2 separate regions of the Mus musculus genome follow, and region 1 is linked to region 2. Evidence: chromatin contacts called from public Hi-C data. All regions are on one chromosome and are shown on one strand. Each heading gives the region's core, a stretch centred on a gene start, on an enhancer-like site or on the middle of the called end of the contact. The rest is flanking DNA. Distances are from core to core; before and after follow the strand shown.

What was found. Hi-C and Micro-C count contacts between places; a contact is called where the count stands out from the background.
Region 1: a Hi-C map of CD8 T cells shows a contact between it and region 2, with 3 times the contacts expected there. The contact joins two enhancer-like sites. A contact is called at or near these places in 2 of 39 promoter capture datasets (liver and neural stem cells), 22 of 484 Hi-C or Micro-C datasets (8-cell embryo, B cells, CD8 T cells and 13 more) and 6 of 115 datasets of contacts at active chromatin or transcription factors (the HPC-7 cell line, bone marrow-derived macrophages, embryonic stem cells and 2 more).

The regions. Positions count from the first base shown.
Region 1 is chr1:39,415,219-39,420,803 of GRCm38.p6, reverse strand. All of the region lies in intron 2 of Tbc1d8 (TBC1 domain family, member 8), which reads left to right. Among named protein-coding and RNA genes, the nearest start is that of Rpl31, 50 kb to the right of the region's middle. Within about 2 kb of position 1,888, at least 82 of the 459 cell types and tissues checked have an H3K27ac peak or open chromatin away from gene starts, as enhancers often do. A contact at or near this core is called in CD8 T cells and microglia, where this site is marked.
Region 2 is chr1:39,501,165-39,506,662 of GRCm38.p6, reverse strand. No RefSeq gene overlaps it. Among named protein-coding and RNA genes, the nearest start is that of Gm24826, 16 kb to the left of the region's middle. Within about 2 kb of position 3,247, at least 74 of the 459 cell types and tissues checked have an H3K27ac peak or open chromatin away from gene starts, as enhancers often do. A contact at or near this core is called in CD8 T cells and microglia, where this site is marked.

The sequences.
Region 1 (5,585 bases), core at 639-3,138, 84 kb after region 2:
AGCAGAACCTCAGCATCAGAACCACCCCTACAAAGTCTTCTTGGTCCCTTTCTGATAAGCCAGGTGTGCTGCCTAGTTCTGTGTCAACTTGATACAGCAAGAGTTATCAGAGAGGAGGCAGGCTCAATTTGAGAAAAAGCCCCCCTAAGAATGAGCTATTGGCAAGCATGTAAGGCATATTCTTAATTAGGGATTGATTGGGGGGGGTCCTGCCCACTGTGTGTGGTGCCATCCCTGGGCTGGGGGTCCTGGTTCTATAAGAAAGCAGGCTGAGCAGGCCGTGGGAAGCAAGCCAGTAAGCAGCACCCTCTATGGCCTCTGCATCAGCTTCTGCCTCCAGGTTCCTGCCCTGTTTGAGGTCCCATCCTGTCTTCCCTCAGCGATGAACCTGATAAGCCAAATAATTGCTTTCTTCTCCTACTTGGTTTTGGTCATGGCGTTTACCACAGTGATAGGAACTCTTAACTAAGACGCTAGGACCCAGGTCATCTGAGGCAGGCTATGGGTCCCCTCATTAAACAGGTAGAGCTCAGAGGGCAGGCATTATGATTCTTAAGAGAATGTTTTACTGGGCTTGGAGACACAGGTTTGTAATCTCAGCTGTTCAGGAGTTAGCAGAAGGATTACAAGTTCAAGACCTGCCTGGGCAAGTAGGTAGACCCTACCTCAAAATACAAAGTCAAGCTCTCTCGCTTGGCTATATATACCTTCAAAGAGATAGAGGAGTAGAGACAGGGCTAGTTGGAAACAGGAAGGGAGAAACAGTAATTGTGGGGAAAGGGTTAAGGGGGTGGTGGTGGGTATTTTTAAAGTATGTTATGCACATCTATGAGGATGTAAGGGAAAAAACCCAAACTAAAAAAGGGCTGGGCACATAACTTGGTATGTAACTTCATACTTGCCTAGCGCGCATGAAGCTGTAGGTGCACTAAGATAGAAAACAATGGCTGGAAAATAACTGGTAACAGTCTGTTACCATAAGCTTTTCTTTTGGTGTGAAGACAGCATCGCACCACTGAACTGCATTCCCACCTGGGCTCTGCCTATACAGGTGAGCTTCCGCGGCATTCCCGCCTGGGCATGTGTCAGAATTTCCTTTTTCGGGCTGCGTGGTAATACAGTTTCTGGTGGCTTTCTTTTTGGAGTTAGACATCTAACCATTGGCACTGCATAGATGAGGACAATTTTGAGGAAGGTAGAATCCCAGGAGCTAATCCCTAGTCAGGTGGAGAACAGGTTAGACCAGTGGTTCTCAACCTTCCTAATGCTGTAGACCCTTGAATACAGCTCCTCGTGTTGAGACTTCTAGCCATAAAATTTCCTTGATACTTCATAACTAATTCTGCTACCATTATGAATCATGTGTAGGTATCTGATATGCAGAGTATCTGATATGTGACTTCCAAAGGGGTCACCACCCACAGGTTGAGAACCTCTGGGTTAGGCTGTCTGGATCCTGCTGAATGGATTCCTATGCTGTGGTGAGTTATTGGGCCCTATAAGGACGAGGCTTCCTTGTCATTGCCATGTCTGGTGCTCTCAGTCTTGCCCTGCACCCGAGACGTGCAGGCCCATGCTGCCCTCTGTGCCTCCTGTTGCTGTTCCCTCATGACATGTCCTGGTCATCGTCAGTGGTCCTCAGTGCTATCTCAGAATTGCTGCCGTGCCCTTCTTAGTCCCCAGCATGGCCTGGAACACTGGCCGGATTGTTTGTTGTCCACATTTGATCTCAGGAAGCACAAAAGAGAATAGGAAAGAGCTGCCTGGCTCTGAGTTATCTGCTTAGAATCATTCCAAGAATCAGATGGCTTATGCAATAAGTTGACGCCTTCCATTATTGTCAGCTGAGGCCTTGGGGGTGTCTTACCCAGTTCCTGGAAGAAGACATCCTCGGGTCGTAGTGAAAGGTGGCAGAGCACCCCTCTCAGGCATCGGAGCCTTGCACAGAAGAACGCTCAACAATGCTCATGTCTTCCCAGGCATGCGTTTGCACTTGCACTGGCCTGAGGAGTTCATAGCTGCTTAAGTTCAGAGTCTCCCTCCTTGCTTTCGAGGTCTGTCCCCATGGGGTTGAATTAAATGAAGACAGAGCAGTGAGAGCCAGGAGCAAGCTTTCCATGGACCTGGTGGGAGAGGGTGTGTGGACTGAGCCTGATGCTTGCAGATTCAACCAAAATGGATAATATGTATAAATGTAACATGTTATATTATGCATATCTCCCTTGCATCTGTACTGGCCATGTAAGACTTCTTGGTATTCCATGAAGAATATGCTATGGGAATTCTGTATCATTAACTTTGTTCCGGACACTGTAAGGAATCTGGAGATAACTTCAGGAATTCAGGAGGAGTGTGTAAGTTACCTGCAAAGGCCGTGCCACCTTAAAGAAGAACCTGAGCCGTCTCAGACGCTCTTGTCTTTGGGAGGTCCTGGATCAAGCACATATACAGGCCCAGCCCTCTGGTGCATGTAGAGGGACTATTGTAGTTTGAAGAACTCTTAATTAAAGGTTTAGATTTAGAAAATGAAAACAGACATGTTTTCATGACAGGAAAGGGGAACCATTTGCTAATCAAAACAGGTTGCCTGTTTTTAAAAGCTCGGGCCCCCAGGAGCTAATTCTCTCCACTGAGCCCCTCTACTGCCCCCCTTGCGAATCTCTCAGCAGCACATAGGGGCAGCACACCCTACCCTGGAGGGGGGAAGATGCAGAGCACCGGAAGCTGGCCGCTTGCCAGGGTCACACCAGGCGCTGGGGTGCTCGAGGGCAGCTTAGCTGCAGGCTCTGACAGAGTGTACTCTCAGAGTGTTCCTTCTGACGCATGTACGGTTTCTTATCCGTGCCCTTGACTGCGGTTGGTGTTTTGCTCCCTTGTATTCTGCCTCACTGTTTGCTTTGTCTTTGTGGAGTGGATTTTATTAAGGGAGGAAATGTTCCCGGGTGGACCAGATTAGTGTCTTCCTGAACTTCGTACCAAGGTGGCAGAAGACATGCCAGCTTGTTTTCTCTGAGCAGAGGACTTGCAGGGTGCTTCAAGGAACATCTGGGAGGTGGCCCAGCAGCGGGGAAAGTGTGAGCTTTCTGGGTCAGGATTGTTACACTTGTTTTCGGTAGCTTCGGCATTTCCTTGGAACAACACTAGCTGGAATTTTCCATGTGGGCTTCACCTTTAGAAGTGGGGAGAGGGTGGTCAATTAATGTTTCTTCCTTGTCCCGGAGGTACTCGCAATTGAGCTATTAATGTGTTTTTTTTTTTAAGTAATTTTGCCTATGAATAAATAACTTTCATCGAAGAACATCTTCTTCCTTCTGTGATGTATACATTGCTGATAGGGGTTAAGATTAAAAATCTCTTAGAGCTGAGTGAGTTGGTACATGCCTGTAGTCCTAGCTACTCAAGATACTGAGGCAGGAAGATCACTTAATCACATAAATTTGAGACCAGCCTGGACTATATAAGGAAGCAAACTGAAGCAAATTAAAATTTGAATCTTAAAATCAAAGGTTGCCTGACTTGCAGTGTAGGTCCTGACATCAACAGAGACCACCTGGAGGGGGTGCTTTAAAGATACCCAAGTTAATTCTCTTTTTTAATAGAAGAGGAGGCTGGCTGGTGCAGTGGTTAAGAACACTGACTGCTCTTTTAAAGACCCTGAGTTCAATTCCCAGCAACCACAAGGTGGCTCACAACCATCTGTAATGGGATCCGATGCCCTCTTCTGGTGTGTTTGAAGACAGCGACAGTGTACTCACACATAAAATAAATAAATACAATTAAAAAAAAAAAATAGAAGAGGAGGCTCTGAGATACAAGGCTCACAGAAAGATAATCCTCCTAACTATTAGGTAACCCCTTAGTGATATGGAAGGCGTGCCATGGGAGTCCATGTGACCCCTGTGCTGTGTGCTGCCCAGCAGGGGCTCTTTCTCTGTCTTACTGGAGTCACAGTGGTGGGAGAGGTCAGTGATGCTGTCCCAAACAACTTGGCTAAGTGGCGGCTTCCCTGGCTTTTTGGCCATGAGGAAAGCAGCTAATACAGTGGTTCTCAACCTGTGGGTCGGGACCCACTTGGAGTCCCAAATTATGTGTTTATATAATGATGCATAACAGTAGCAAGATTGGGCTGCAGCGATGGCTCAGTGGTTAGGAGCACTGACTGCTTTTCCAAAGGTCCTGAGTTCAATTCCCAGCAACCACATGGTGGCTCACAACCATCTGTAATGGGATCTGATGCCCTCTTGTGGTGTGTTTGAAGACAGCTACAGTGTACTCACATTTATTAAAATAAATTTTTAAAAAAGTAGCAAGACTATAGTTATGAAGTATTAATAAAGTAATTTTAAGGTTGGGGGTCACCACAGCACGAGGAGCTGTGTTAAAGGGTTCCAGCATTAAGAAGGCTGAGGATGAAATACCTGGATTTTTTTTGTTTGTTTATTTTGGAATGTTTGCATATACATTATGAAATACTGCAGGGATGGAACCCATATCAGAACACAGAATTTGTCTCGCATATACCATGCAGACATAACTCAAGAGTAATTGTGTGCAGTCTTTTAAATAATTTTGTCTGTGAAGTAAGTTTCAAGGTGTGGAATTTCTTACTTGTGAGATGGTGTGTGTCCCCCCAGCCCCTAGAGCTTCAGATTCAGGGTCTTTGAATTGGTGATGCTCAGCCTGTAAGGGAACTTAGACAACTCTGTGCCCTGCTTTCTGGACCTGATTTTACTTCTGAGTCTAGACACCTCGTGGGTGTGTGTGGATCACTTGGCCTGGTTTTGACTCTTTACTAGGAATAGGTTTGTTTTTTTTTTTAAGATTTATTTTATTTATATGAGTACACTGTCAGACACACCAGAAGAGGGCATCAGACTCCATTACAGATGGTTGTGAGCCACCATATGGTCGCTGGGAATTGAACTCAGGACCTCTGGAAGAACAGCCAGTGATCTTAACTGCTGAGCCATCTCTCTGGCCCTGCATTTTTTCCATTATAGAATTTTTTTTCATTAAATTTCATGCTTAGATTCTTCACTATAAAAATATTTCATCGATTTTTTTAGTGGTTAAGTTTGTTGTTTGACCTTTTCATACACGTATAAAACGTGTTCTGATGACTCTCCCTCACCTCTCCCTCTGCCAACCCACCGACTTCTCACAAGTCCCCGCCCCACAGCAGGTCTTCATGCCGTTTTGTGTCTCAGAGTTTAATGGGGATTGGCTGTGTGACCATGTGTTTAGTTATTGGAGTTTGCTGATTGGCTGTGTGACCATGTGTTTAGTTATTGGAGTTTGCTGATTGGCTGTGTGACCATGTGTTTAGTTATTGGAGTTTGCTGATTGGCTGTGTGACCATGTGTTTAGTTATTGGAGTTTGCTGATTGGCTGTGTGACCATGTGTTTAGTTATTGGAGTTTGCTGATTGGCTGTGTGACCATGTGTTTGGGTATTCACTGGAGCTTGCTGGAGTCACCAAGGGGACTCAACTGTAGACAGGGACTCTCTCTCTCCCAGAATCTTTGGGCAGACCGTGATTCAGCACGGAGAAATAGGGTCCTATGAGCCCCTTCCCCATCCATAAC
Region 2 (5,498 bases), core at 1,998-4,497:
CCATTTTGCAATTTAAAAAATGCTGAAAATCTTATAATCTGCTATCAGAATAAATGTAACAATTACTAATCAAGTTGTAGATGTATAGCTCAGTGGTAGGACGCTTGCCGAGAAGGAATGAGGTCCCCTGGGTTCCATCCTCTGTCGACAGAAATTAAATTAATAAGATTTTACTTTGTTGCCACTTTTCTATTTATATATATTTTTAATTTAAAAACACTTATCCTGTGTGGGTAATGAACGGCACACATGTGGGGGTCAGAGGGCAGCTTTCAAGAAGGTTTCTTCTACTATGTGGGTCACGGGGATCAAAGCTGTCATCAGTCTTGGTGGCATCCTTACCCACTGATCCCACTTCCTAGGCTCCCCCTTCATACTTTGAAGCCAATAAAAACTTCTCAGCCCTGCAAATACGTTTGAGAATCTCTGTAAGATCCAGGATTGCTCTCAGTTCTGAGTCTGCGTCTTTCCTGGAGCCCAGGGCTCCTGAAACCTCGGCTGCTCCATTGTGATCATTTCCTCCGCCAAAGAGCCCCAGTTGAAATCAATCCAGGGATGGTATCTGATGAGCAGCTCTGATAAAGGGTCAGGTAGGAACCCGAGCCGCCTTGGGGACAGCCTACGAATCTCTAAGCAGACACACATTCTCCATTAGAGGCCCTGGAGGAGGCCAACTTCAGCAAAAAAAATCATTAAAAGATGCTGATTCTGCACTCGTCTCTGGTCTGCTGTGCTGGGTTGCTGGGGGAAGCAGGCACGTATAGTTTTCCTCTAAAACAGAACGGAGCAGTAGGCGTGGGACGGTAAGACAACCCCACGCTTAACCTTGAACTGGCCATGAAACATACCATCTAAGACTTTCAAGAGACAGGAAGGAAGGAGCGTCTGAGTGACGGCAGCTGTCTCAAGGTTGCCAAGTGGGATAGGCGTTCAGGGCTTCTTAGGGGTAAATCAGAGTGCAGGGGCCTGGGGCTGAGTGTTACATTCTCCCCAGAAGATTTAACCAATCCCCTGATGTGGGTTTGATAAGTCTGTCTGTCTCTGTCCCTCTGTGTGTTTGTGTGTATTTGTTCGTGTGTACATACATCTCTGTGTGCATGTACCTGTATACTTGTTCATTTGTATGTAGATAGGTATGTGTGTGTGTGTGTGTGTGTGTGTGTGTAGGTCAGTAGTCCAGGGCAAGCATCCTCCTCACTCTTGGCCTTATTGTTTTGAAACTTTTACTATTTTATATGTATGGGTATCTTGCCTGCACATATGTCTGTGTACCATGTATGTGCTTGGGACTGGAAGAAGTCAGAAGGAGGTACCAAAGCCCTTTGAACTGGAGTTAGAATCAGTTGTGAGCTGTCATGTGGGTGCTGGGAACTGAACCCATGTCTTCTGGAAGAGCACCCAGTGATCTTAACTGCTGAGCCATCTCCTTAGCTTTTCCCACATTGTTTTGTTTTTTGGAGACAGCATCTCTGACTACCCCCAAGGCTCATCAGTTTGGCTAGATTGTCTCTCCAGGGAACTTCAGGGGTCTCCTATCTCAGCTTCCCCAGTGCTGAGATTACAGTTGCCGGATGCCCAGTCCGGCTAGGGTGCTCCTGATCTGAACTCAGCCCCTCATGCTGGAACAAGACTTTACCATAAGCCGCCTCTCCAGCACTTGAGTTTGAGAATTTTAACACACTAGGCAGCACTGTGTGTCTAGGCATCTTCCTATGTCTAGCCCCAAGTGGGCTAGGTTTGAACATCTCCTGTAAGGAGGCCCCAGCTGCCGTGGGGAATGGCAAAGGGGTCTAGGCACACAGTGAAAGAACCAGATGGAAGACTGAGAGCATTTTGAAGCCTGATTGAGGGGCTGAAAGAGAGCCCCCATCTGGGACAGCTGCAGTTACCTTCAGCGTTCCCTGACCACCAACTACACAGATGTAAACTGATCCATCTGGAAAGACAAACAGCATTTTAAAATTCAAAATAACGTTTACTTTACAATATTTTCATATTAATGTCAACTTATTTATTTTAATTATATAACTTATTTTTAATTTTAAAATGTATTTTATTTATACATTTACTTTATCTAATTATATATAAATATAAATGTAGTTTATTTAATTAAATTAAAATTAATTTCTTGTGTGTGGATGTTTTACCTTCATGGATGGATGTCTGTGTGCCATGTGCCTGGTGCCTGCTGTAGGCCAGAAGAGGGCGTCAGATATCCTCTTAATGTGAGTCCTCTGGAAGAACAGAAAGTGCTCTTAACCACTGGCCTACCTCTTGGGCCCTTTGAATTTATTTTTCAATTGGTGTAGGATCATTGTACATATCTGGGCTGAGGAGATAATTCAGCACAGAGGGCTTCCCTAATATGCACAAAGTACCACAAAATAGTGAAAAGAAAATTGTACTACTTTCGTGGTTCTTTGGGTAAGTTCACACACACACACACACACACACACACACACGCACACACACACACACGCACAATTTAATGATCAAATAATTTCTGTGTCCCAAAGAAGCATTCAGCAGTTCCGTGTATTAGGAGTCTCTAAATTCTTCGTAGCTTGACATTCAAAGTAACATTTGTATTTTGTCATTGTTGGCTGTCCGGTAACTGGATATGTAGAGCAGGCTGACCCAAGAGACACAGAGATCTGCCTGCCTTGGTCTCCTGAGCGCTGGACATGTGTTTGCCACCACACCTGGCCTGGGTATCCTTTCTAAAGGATGCGCTAACGCTGGTAACGTGCGTTTGAAATGTGCGTTTTTCCCTCCACAGTGGTGGAGCTCAGGCTGGAAAATTGAGCTGCTCTTCTTCTGGGTGTTTATTTGTCGGATTCACAGTCGAACCACCAGGTTTGGGAGGGGGGTGGGCTATGGGCAGTTTCACATCACTAAAGATTCTTGCTATTATTAAACAGAAGAAGTGCGCGCGTGCATGTGTGTGTGTGCCTGTGTGTGTGTGTGTGTGTGTGTGTGTGTGTGTGTGTGTGTGTGTGCACCTCTCCAGAAAGGACTCTTGCAGCAATGCGGGGGAACAGCCTTGAAAAAGGCTTTTTGCTCCATTTTTCTCCAGTCCTGGTCGGCGAGCCTTTGCTAAGGTAAACCAGGAGCATCCAGAGCAAGTCCCAAGCAGTGTAGCTTACAACATCTTCCTTTTTATGCAGGACCCCTTAGGCAACAGGTCTCAGTTCCCCTCTGTCACCACAGACCTGCTGAGTGACTTTGGCGAGCCAGTAGCTACTCTGCGGATGTGGGAAGAAAATCTCTTCTGACATGTCCAGTGTGTTCCGTGCCAGACATGCAGTGTGAGGGCAGGCTTGATGGGACGGCGGATGCTCCCTTGAGTGGGCGGTAACTTCTTGCCAGGAAAGCCCCCATCTGGAAAACACCCCATGTTTCCAACCTTCCGTGAGATCTGAGTGCTCTTTCTCTCTCCTACTTCTCAGAGTATACAAGGAGCTGAGGGAACTGAGGCCCGAGTGCGGAAGTAAAGTCGCCCCACACAGGAACTGGGGCCCAGGGCTCCTTAGTTACCACACAGAATACTCCTCCTTTGTAGGTCCTTTGTCCCTTGATTGTGCACTTGCTGAGAGAAGAGCCGTCAGCACTGAAGGAAACACAGAGCTGGGCCAGAGCCAGAACTTTCAAGGTTTTCAGATGGCATCAGATGGGAAAAGCAAGAGGCTCAGGATGCGTGGGACATGGTTGCTATGTCCATGATTCTTGATGAAACCCCCGGAATGGCAGCCAGGAAGGGTAACCAGAACACAGGCCTGTCCCCAGCACCTGCATGGGTGTGCAGTCAGATGGCACAGTTATAGGACATCGAGGAAAGCAATTTTCCTGTCCCATAAATCCGGGGACAAGTAGGATTCTGGCAGGTATAGGGAGCATAAAGGGCTGAGGGTGGCACAAGCGAACATAGCTCTGAGGAACAGATATACGAAGGTGATAAAGCAAGGGCCTGGGAAGGTGTGCGCAAGACTCTGCCTCCCAGTGTGATCTGAGCACAGAACATGGATCCCAGAAAGTTGTGGGCATGGACAGAGCCGAGCAAGGTGTAGCCTCATTGCTATTTAGGGTGAGAGGTCCAAGCTCTGCCATCTAGGTCGGAGGCTCAAGTAAGCCATGATGAGAGCCACACTGTAAATGATGGTTGAGAGAGGAGAAGGTTGAGATATTGAGTAGGAGAAAAGGACTGGAAAGATGGCACAGTGCCTTAAGTCATGTACTAGCCATGCAGAGGACCTGAGTTCAGTTCCCAGCACCCACACAACTGCCTGCAACTCCAGGGCATCCCATACCTTCCTCTGGAATTCTGAGGCTCCTCAACTTACGCATACCCAGCCCTAGACACATATGCACATAATTAAAAATAAGATAAATCTTTCCAAAAGTCGGGGTAAACAAGTCAGAGGTTAACTGGGTGTCAGTGACGTGATGGAGCATGAAACGCTGAGGTGTAGAGTGAGGTGCTGCTTCTGTGAGGATCTTGGGGTCCAGGAGCAACACTGCCAACAGCCCTGCCAGAATGTCATTTATGAGATGGTCAGGACGAAAAGGCTCCCACGTGCTACTCACTGATTCCAGACAGAATTCAGAACACCTGTCCCAGGAGAATCGGAAATGTCCTTGGCTCTCAATCTAGCCTGTGTCTGGCTCGCCAGCAACATGCTAGGGAAAGTTGAACCTAGAGTATTTTGTGAGGTGGGGGAAGTTTTTGTTTTTCCCTTACATTTTGGCCTATCCTAATGTTAGGGTTTGGGGATCTATTTGGATGACAAAAAAAAAAAAAAAAAAAAAAAGACATTTAGTGACAACCATGGGATACATCTAGATGTTGTTGCTAATTACACATTATCCAGAGGGTGGGTGAAGCCTGACAGTTTGGTCTAACATGATTAAGCAGTGGTTTAAGCTTGTCAGGTGTGGTGGCTCACTCCTGTAATCCCAGCACTTACAAGGCAGATGCAGGCAACCAGGAAGGAGTTCAAGGTCGGCCATAGCTATGGAGCAAGTCTGAGCGTGGTCCCAGTGCCACAACATAAAACAAAACTCTTCATATAGTCAGCCTTCATGTATCCAGTGGGTTTGTGGGGTAACTGCTTTTCTTCTTCCTCTTTGTTAGGCCACTTTGTTATTTCTTTGTTCTTAACATACACAGGGGCCAGGACAAGCAAGATTGGAGAAAGTCAGTTCTGGATACAAGTACTCACTGGCAACAAAATGTAAGAATGGGGATGACCTGGGATAAGGCTTTTGCATGCTCTTCTGCCTGGGAGTTGCTCTGACCTTCGGGTTATCATCAGAGCAGGTGTCATGTGTGCCGTATCTGGTCCCCTGTATCCCATCTCTATCTCATCAGATACTCTTGATCTTTTCCTCTGGGAGCTAACAATATACAAATCAGACCAGAGAGACAGATAGTCCAGGCTGAAAAGATTCTAAGGTTTTCTAACCCACCCAAAGATAACTACTATATAACACTAATACCT